Linked DNA regions of Mus musculus: region 2 is linked to region 1. The links are chromatin contacts, called in public ChIA-PET maps. All regions are on one chromosome and are shown on one strand. The core of a region is the stretch at or near the end of the contact, and the rest is flanking DNA. Distances in the headings are between cores, read along the strand shown. Region 1 holds the start of Gzma (granzyme A). Region 2 has its middle 16 kb from the start of Gm41069.

What was found. ChIA-PET counts read pairs in DNA pulled down with a chosen protein or histone mark.
Region 2: a contact with region 1 is called in an RNA polymerase II ChIA-PET map of effector CD8 T cells, with 8 read pairs. The contact joins the enhancer-like site here to the promoter of Gzma in region 1. A contact is called at or near these places in 13 of 39 promoter capture datasets (the 3T3-L1 cell line, the SN4741 cell line, cranial neural crest and 8 more), 1 of 484 Hi-C or Micro-C datasets (embryonic stem cells), 4 of 115 datasets of contacts at active chromatin or transcription factors (the SCID.adh cell line, effector CD8 T cells and embryonic stem cells) and 2 of 9 other capture datasets (adipose tissue and embryonic stem cells).

The regions. Positions count from the first base shown.
Region 1 is chr13:113,098,811-113,103,034 of GRCm38.p6, reverse strand. It overlaps Gzma (granzyme A), which reads left to right and starts at 2,054. Exons shown (of 5, transcript NM_010370.3): 1 at 2,054-2,153. The coding sequence starts at 2,084. It also overlaps a transcript of Cdc20b not described here.
Region 2 is chr13:113,239,589-113,243,455 of GRCm38.p6, reverse strand. No RefSeq gene overlaps it. Among named protein-coding and RNA genes, the nearest start is that of Gm41069, 16 kb to the right of the region's middle. Within about 2 kb of position 1,420, at least 43 of the 459 cell types and tissues checked have an H3K27ac peak or open chromatin away from gene starts, as enhancers often do. A contact at or near this core is called in the SCID.adh cell line, effector CD8 T cells and macrophages, where this site is marked.

The sequences.
Region 1 (4,224 bases), core at 805-3,304:
TTTCCAACCCCACAGTCACACCTCTGACCCATAATTGTTTCAGTCTGAAAGAATTACAGGGATGGAAATGGAGAGGAGTCTGAGGAAAAGAAGGTCCAGCGGCAGGCCCAAAGTGGGATCCAGCTCAAGGGGAGGTCCCAGGGTCGGACACTACTACTGAGGCTATGTAATGCTCACAAAAAGGGATCTATCATGACTGCCCCCTGAAAGACCCAACAAGCAGCTGAAAGAGTCAGATGCAGGTATTTGCACCCAACCAATGGACAGAGCCTGCTGACTCCTGTTGTTGAGTTAGGGAAAGCTGAAAGAAGCCGAGGAAGAGGGCGATCCTGTAGGAGGACCAGCAGTCTCAATTGATCTGGACCCCTGAGATCTCTCGAACACAGAACCATCAATCAGGCAGCACACACCAGCTGATATGAGGCCCCCAACACACATACCTCCAGGTCTGTGTTCATTCAAAGATGATGCACCTAACCCTCAAGAGACAGGAGGCCCCAGGGAGTTACAGGTCAGGTGGGGTGGGGGTGGAGGCATCCACATGGAGATGGGGTGGGGTTGGGAGGAGCTGTGGGATGTGGAGCAGCCAGATGGTGGATGGGGTGTGGCAGGGAATGGAATATGGAGTGTAAAAAATGAGTTACAAATAAAATTAAATTTAAATGTATATATATATATAAAATATAACATAATAATAATTTTTAAAAGTCAGAATAAATGGAGAAAACATGACCACAGTTATATATAAACAAAACTGACAATCTTCCCCCCTTTTCATTCGGTGCAAGTGTGAATTTGTAAAAGGAAAAAAAAAAACTGACAAGAAAATTACTCATGAAAACCTGAAGCATGCTATCTCACGATCTCCTGCTATCTCACTGATGTTCCCGACAATGATGAAATGATAATGACCAAATGATAACGTGGGACCAAGAACCACAGGTGTCTCAGCAGGGGGCCCTTCTAAGGTCACGTGGTTTCTGAAGAAGTACTCAGTTGGCCTGAAGCCACAAGGTGTTAACGGTGGGGACGAGGGGCTTAACCAGACATCCTCGTGGGACAAACATAGAGCCGGCCCTGTGCCTCACGACAGAGACCACTTCCTCTACTCAGATAGAAAGCTCAAGACTTTCTACTAGAAACCAAGTCAGCACTGTCCTCCAGAGACGGACCATGGAGGATGTCTGTTTCAAGAAAGCAACTGTCCCTAATGCTGGGACAAATTAACCTATCCTTGATTACACGTACTTTATTATTACGGCACGAACTACTGTCCATAAATGTCCCTCTAGACCTCTGCTTGTATTCGTCTTATCTATTCTTATAACCCAAGAAAATAGGTAAAAAGAAATGTGCTTTGGGACCAATTTTAGGACTTTTTTTTTTAATTCCAAGTGTGTGTGTGTGAGAGAGAGAGAGAGAGAGAGAGAGAGTGTGTGTGTGTATACATGTGTATGCATATGCACGAAGAGACCAGAGATTGACCCTGGCATCTTCCTCAAGCAGTTCCCACTATCTTTTGAGACAGGGTCTCTCACTAAACCTGGAGGTTGCCAGTGCAGTTAGATCTTCCTATCTCTGCAGTTCTGGGATCACAGCCACACGCTATTGCACCCAGATTGTTTTGTGGGTTCTGGGGATTTGAACTCAGGTCCTTGTGTTTGTGTGGCAAGTACTTGAACAGATGATCTACCTCCTTAGCATCTAAAACTCTGATTTCTGGCTTTTCAAAGAGCTCCTACTAAGGGACCCTGAAGAAAATATGGCCATTGATAAAAACACCCCAACTGAGTCATTTCTAGTCCCTGCTTATGAACTACATTCTAATGGCAACACGATTCTCTTCCCTCTCAGCTTTCCCTAGGAGGCTACAAACCTCCATCTCCACCGGGCAGCACAAACTACAACAGCACTACTGCAGGTGAGGAGGGACAACGCCTACTCTCCCTATTTTAGTTTCATTTTCCAGCTCTACACCTGGACATTTGAAAGAGAAGAACAAAACCACATCCTTTGCACTCTCATATATAAGTAGAAAGAAACAAACACAGAGATCCCTGCTGATTGGGGTGGGAGAGCCACGATGAGGAACGCCTCTGGTCCCCGGGGGCCATCTCTTGCTACTCTCCTTTTTCTTCTGCTTATTCCTGAAGGTAAGACAGACTCATGTAATTTTCATCAAAACCATCATAGAATAGATTTGTGGGGTGCTTTCACCATGATGTCTTAAGTATAACTGAGAATACTCAAAGCCTGGGAACACTTAGCATTCATTTTTGAATTTCAGTAGTTTTAGAGGAAAAAATATGTATTCATAGTTTCTTTCCAAAAATTAGCAGAACCACCAATGGAGATTGCTGCCGATTTATAGCTTGAATATTGCCTTAAAAGGGAACTTGAGATGAGCAAAGAAATGAATGAAATACTCTTGAGTTGGGAGATCAACCTGTCTTCCAAGAGAGGTAATAGTGGTAAATGAGGCATCTCAGCCTTTCTTTCTTTGACTACTGTGCAGACAGCTTTGGAGAGGGTCACACCTAACCAAGCTGGACAGCAGAAGCTAATGAGGACTGTGGGGAGTTTCTCACTATTTCTCTTGGTTAGTGTTTTCCTGGCAAGTCTTCCTGACTCTGGGGAAGATCTCTCACACGGACTGCTTGGGAGAGCTGTAGTATTTTCTCTTCAGCTGTTCCTGCTATGTAGTGAATAGGAACCAATATTCCTGTCTGAGGGAAAGGACCATGCACTGGTGGGAATGCCATCATTGTTCTTGCCCTGACCCGGGAAGAACAACAGCTTCTGTGAGGTTCTCCATGTCCCTTGAAGAACCTGGTAGGAAGATTGGCGGGGGGTAAAAATGGCAGGCAAATATGGAAACCGCCAGGATTTACCCCAGGACAAATAAGCTTTTAGAAGTAGGAGATGCAGAGAGGAATCTAAAAGAAGTCCTAGGATTTAGCGTGTGACTAACAATGAAAGGGAATTTTAAAACAAGGTTGAAAGATGTTTGAGACCAAAAGTGGACACATGACCAGCATGGCAGTGCTATGAGATTAGAGCAGATTTTCTTTCCTCTTTATTCCTTTATAATTGAATTTTGGTTTTCTGAGGTTTTTTTTTTAATCCAATTATTTATTTTCTTCAAAGTAAACAGTAAGGACAACTTTTCCTTTTACACTTTGTTTTCCGTGTTCAGAGCAGCTGTGTGGACCCAGAAGGGAGGGAGCAAGAACGCAGTACGTCATATGCTGGACTAGTCAGAGCAGTCTGGCAGGCTTTTGAAACAATGTCTGAACACCCCAGCTCCTGCCTCACAAATTCTACTAATATGACTCTGAATGGGGTGAGCATTGCTGGTCTTTAAAGCTTTCCACCTGCTCTAATCCTTATGACGACCTTTTTAAGACTGGCTGGTGGCAACCTGGCCCTACTGCTCAGGCCAGCATGTGTGCTCAGAGCCAGAGCCCTACAGAAGAGAATCTCCTTGAATTCATCATGATGTCCACAGATAGTCCTTTGCAGTCCAGCTTTGTGAGAGTCACCCCAGGAAAACTAGGGATGTGGATAAATTCCCTTTGATTCTGTTCCATTCTATTTCTGAAGCCTAAAATTCTGCCTTCGTCCCAATTCCCTTATGGAAAGTGAACCCTGCCTTCTCTCTTCCTGCCTCTCACTCTCCTCAACCTGATGAGAAGTTCCAGGTCTACAACTGACACTTTGGGCCAGTAGTTGGACTTCGTTATGGAATAAGAAGTGTTGATCTCTACTCAAGCAAACATAACACTCAGCCAAAACGGGCAGAAGGGTTTCAGGAGAATCCAGGAATATTTTGCATAGAAGTTGAAATCCAGAAGCTCTGTCACAGGACACAAGGTCATTTCCCATCAACCATGCCTGCGTTGTGCCTCTCTGTCTCCCCATTCTCTCACAGTAGATCTATTAGCCTGGCCCATTTCATGCAAGTTCTGCTAAGGCTGATTATCTACTCATAGTTCCTCTGCTCCTTATAGTTCATTTGGAAAGGGTTTTAACTAAACCATGTTAGGTCTGGGGATTGAATGAGAACCTGAGGTGCAACCTGTGTTATTCTCCTGACTTGTGGATGAGAGTGCTGCTCTTGATACCTGAAATCTCACAGTGACCACAGTCTTCCTGAAGGGTCACAGGTAAAAGGTGCAAACATCAACTTGTATACTGTGATTTTGAACGGCCTCTGAGTGAAAG
Region 2 (3,867 bases), core at 171-2,670, 140 kb before region 1:
TCACCAGAGCCATGGGTGACAGGGAAAACTGACTCTTGGAAGATGTCCTCTGACCTCCTTTGGCACACTCATGCACACACACAAACACAAACACAAACACGCAGGCATAGATATTAGATACAATCATTTTTAATAACTTGAAAATTCTGTTTATGTTCAGATGATTTTGACATCACTTTTTGCTTATACAGCAAATTAAATATTGTTACCTCTTAAATATTGTGTTACCTCCCCCTACCCCCACCAGCCCCTCCACCTAAGGCACGGTAGCTAAAAAAGTTGCCCCGTTAAATTAATGACTGACTTAATTTAATCTAAGTACTGCCTTCAAACCTTTGCTCAAGGCACAGTAACAGAATGTAACCATTACAAGATAAACAGTGCCTGAGTAGGAAGAGCGGAGGGCATGCACTTAGCCAAAGAGTATCTTTTTAATTTATAGACATGTGGTCCTGGTATTAAACTGAAGATTCTTTTTCAAGCAAAGAAAAGATAGCTTCCATCTACCCACTTTGTTCCTGGGACGCCTTAGGTTTGATTCTAGGGAGAGGCGTTCTCTGCTGAGAAGGATTTTCATGTCCGTGGATCAGATCTCTTGCCAAGGTTTTACCATCACCTGAAGCAGTGCATGAAGCAAAATCACAAACCAGGCTTCCACCAAGCTCCACCCACTCCCTTCCAGGCTTAGATCTAGGCATGGGGTGAGCACTAGGCCCAGCAGCAGAGCCACCCAGCAGGACTTTGCTCTGCAGTTTCTCTCTTCCTTTATTAAACTCCCTAGCCTAGAGGCAGCCAGCCTAGTTGTTCCTCAGCTTCTCCATCTACAACATGCTTCTCTCACACAGAGGACACTGTGAAGACTGCACACTGTCAGACTTACAGAGCCCCCCTCCCCCCCCAAAGCCCTGGCACATGGTAGATGTATAATATTAAGAGTGCTAATTTTATCCCCTTTGTATTTGCATCCAATGAGCAGGGAAACAGATAAACCAAACGGCCACCGCTCACTAATAACTAACATCAGAGGCAGAATGTGGCAAATGGCTGGGAAGGTAACAAGCAAACGTGGCAAATGTCTTGTGAGTGCACAGGAAGGAGAGTGCTTCAGCGGCAGACAGTGTCAAGGAGGAAGCGGAAGTGGAAGCTTTTGTTTTGCAGAGTCACAAGATGCTGGGAAAGCAAAGGAGGCCAAGGCAGTCACTGGACTGATCCAAAGAGTGTATGTGTAGGTCGTACAGAGAGAGAGAGAGAGAGAGAGAGAGAGAGAGAGAGAGAGAGAGAGACAGAGACAGAGACAGAGACAGAGACAGAGACAGAGACAGAGACAGGGAGATAGAGCACCATGTGAACAAGGGAAAGAGGAAGGGAGAGAAAGGGAGGGAGGGAAAAGGAAAGGAGAAGGGAGGGAGAGAGGGGGGAGGGACAGAGACAGAGACAGGGAGATAGAGCACCATGTGAACAAAGGAAGGAGGAAGGGAGAGAAAGGGAGGGAGGGGAGTCCCTGTGTAGTATAGCCCTGAGATTGTAGAGCACTAGAAGATCAGTCTGGAAGCAGAGGGCATGAGCAAGCTGACAAAAGTTTCAAAGGCCAGTGCAGACAGACATGTGCTGCCTGTGGGCCACAGGCTCCACGGAACTCAGGGCTAGGAACGCTGCCCAACATAAACCGTAAACATACTTATAACATTAGGAGATCTATCTGGAAAGAGCAATTTTGGGGGCTTGACTAAATTGATTGTTTTGTTGTGTGTTTGTTTGTGTGTTTGTTTGTTTGTTTGTTTTTCAAGGCAATGTTTCTCTGTATAACAAGCCCTGAGTGTCCTAGACTTGCTTTGTAGACCAGGGTGGCCTCAAACTTACAGAGATCTGCCTGCCTCTGTTTCCCACCTGCTGGGACTATAGGCTTGCACCACCGTGCATGGGGCTGTAATTGTTTGATTCTTAAGTGTGGACTTTGTGCATGACAACACTAATATGTTGTCTCAATGTCAAACAGGGGACACACCTGGAATTTAATTAAACCTTGATAATTAACCTCATGACCTTGTTAATGGTCTCCTTTTCCCCTGCTGTGGCACATACAGAGAACAAATGTTTGTACAGCACAGTGTGTAGACAGGTGAGGCTGCCTTTGACAGAAGCTGCAGAGAAGCTCAAGGGAGGGCTGGAGTGGTGGCTCAGTGGTTAAGAGCACCAACTGCTCCTCCAGAGGTCCTGAGTTCAATTCCCAGCAACTGCATGATCTGCATGATGGTTCACAACCATCTATAATGGGATCTTTCGAGACAGGGTTTCTCTGTGTAGCTCTGGCTGTCCTGGAACTCACTCTGTAGACCAGGCTGGCCTTGAACTCAGAGATCCACCTGCCTCTGCCTCCCAAGTGCTGGGATTAAAGGCGTGCGCCACCACTGCCTGGCCTGGTGCCCTCTTCTTGTGTGTCTGAAGACAGCTACAGTGTGCTCATATAAATAAGATAAATAAATCTTTAAAAAAAAAGAGGTCACGGGATCACCATCTCCACACACCTGTAACTGCTGTGATAAACATGGTAGCACAACATTTGGGGTAAGGGTGAGATCCCTGCTCTAAGCAATGGGGACAGGAGAGGATTTGAGAACAGGCTGTTAGCACTGGGACTTCCTAGTCTCTTGTCAACAGTCCAAACCGTAAGTACATGTCTGCTGAAGTCCAGAGAGTGTTAGAAGACTCTGGGGGAAAGATATCCTTATATACTGAGCTTTGGCTCAGTCTTCTATTTACAAAACTAATTGTTTGAGTAAGGGTGTCCAACTTAATAGTATATTTGAATACATAGAAGTACAATTTACTTACATTCAGTTTCCTGGTAGGAATGGTGACACTCTTGAAATCAAAGCATGTCCGTGCCCGAATGGACAAGCAAGTTATCTCTTCCCCAGAACAAGAGAGTTACAGAAGGAAATGCTCCAATCGTTTGTCTGAACTGCAATCCTTCGCTTAAGCTTCAGTCCCTGGCTGTTACCCGTGCTCTCAATTTTCCTGACTCTGAGGGAAACTTTAAATGTGTATACAACACTGAAAATTATGAAAGCTTTTGCCCAGCCTGGAGTAAACCACCAAGGTACACGGTATGCTTATCCAACCATGTTAGCAAGCGTTGGGCCCAGCAAGGCTGCCAGAGGTCTTCCTATCAATAGTCAATCATTTCTTTCTCTCTCTCTCTCTCTCTCTCTCTCTCTCTCTCTCTCGATTTAGTGTGTGTGTTCCTAAGTATTAGACTTTGATTTAGTCTTCTGTTTACAAAGCTAATTGTTTGAATAAGCGTGCCTGGCTTATTAACATGTGGGAATACTCAGAAGAACTGTTTATCTATAGCCAATTTCCTGGTGTGAATTGCATGTCAGTACCCAGTATCTGTGGGTGAGGATGTGCATGTGAGTGTAGGTATCTTTAGATGTCAGAAGAAGGTGTAAGATCCCCTGGAGTTGAAGTTACAGACAGTCATGAGCGAGCCTTATATACTGGGATGAATTGGATCTTGGGAACCAAACTCAGGTCCTGTACAAGAACAACGAGTGCTCTAACCACCGGGCAACCTCTCCAGTGTCCACTTCACTCTGTCTTTCTGACATATTAATTGCTACTCACAGGAAGGCCCATACCACCAACATAAATCTATTGAATAAGAAAAAACTGAACTTGGACCCAAAATCAAAGCAGGAAGTTATATTTTATTTATTTCATTACAAATATTTTGGATTTTTTGTTTGCTTAGTTTAGTTTAGTTTAGTTTTGGTTTGCTTTTCTGTATATATGTGTATGTATGTCTGTGTGAGCGTGTTATAGCCACGTGTGTTTGAGTGCCCTCAGAGGTGTTGGAGCCCCTGG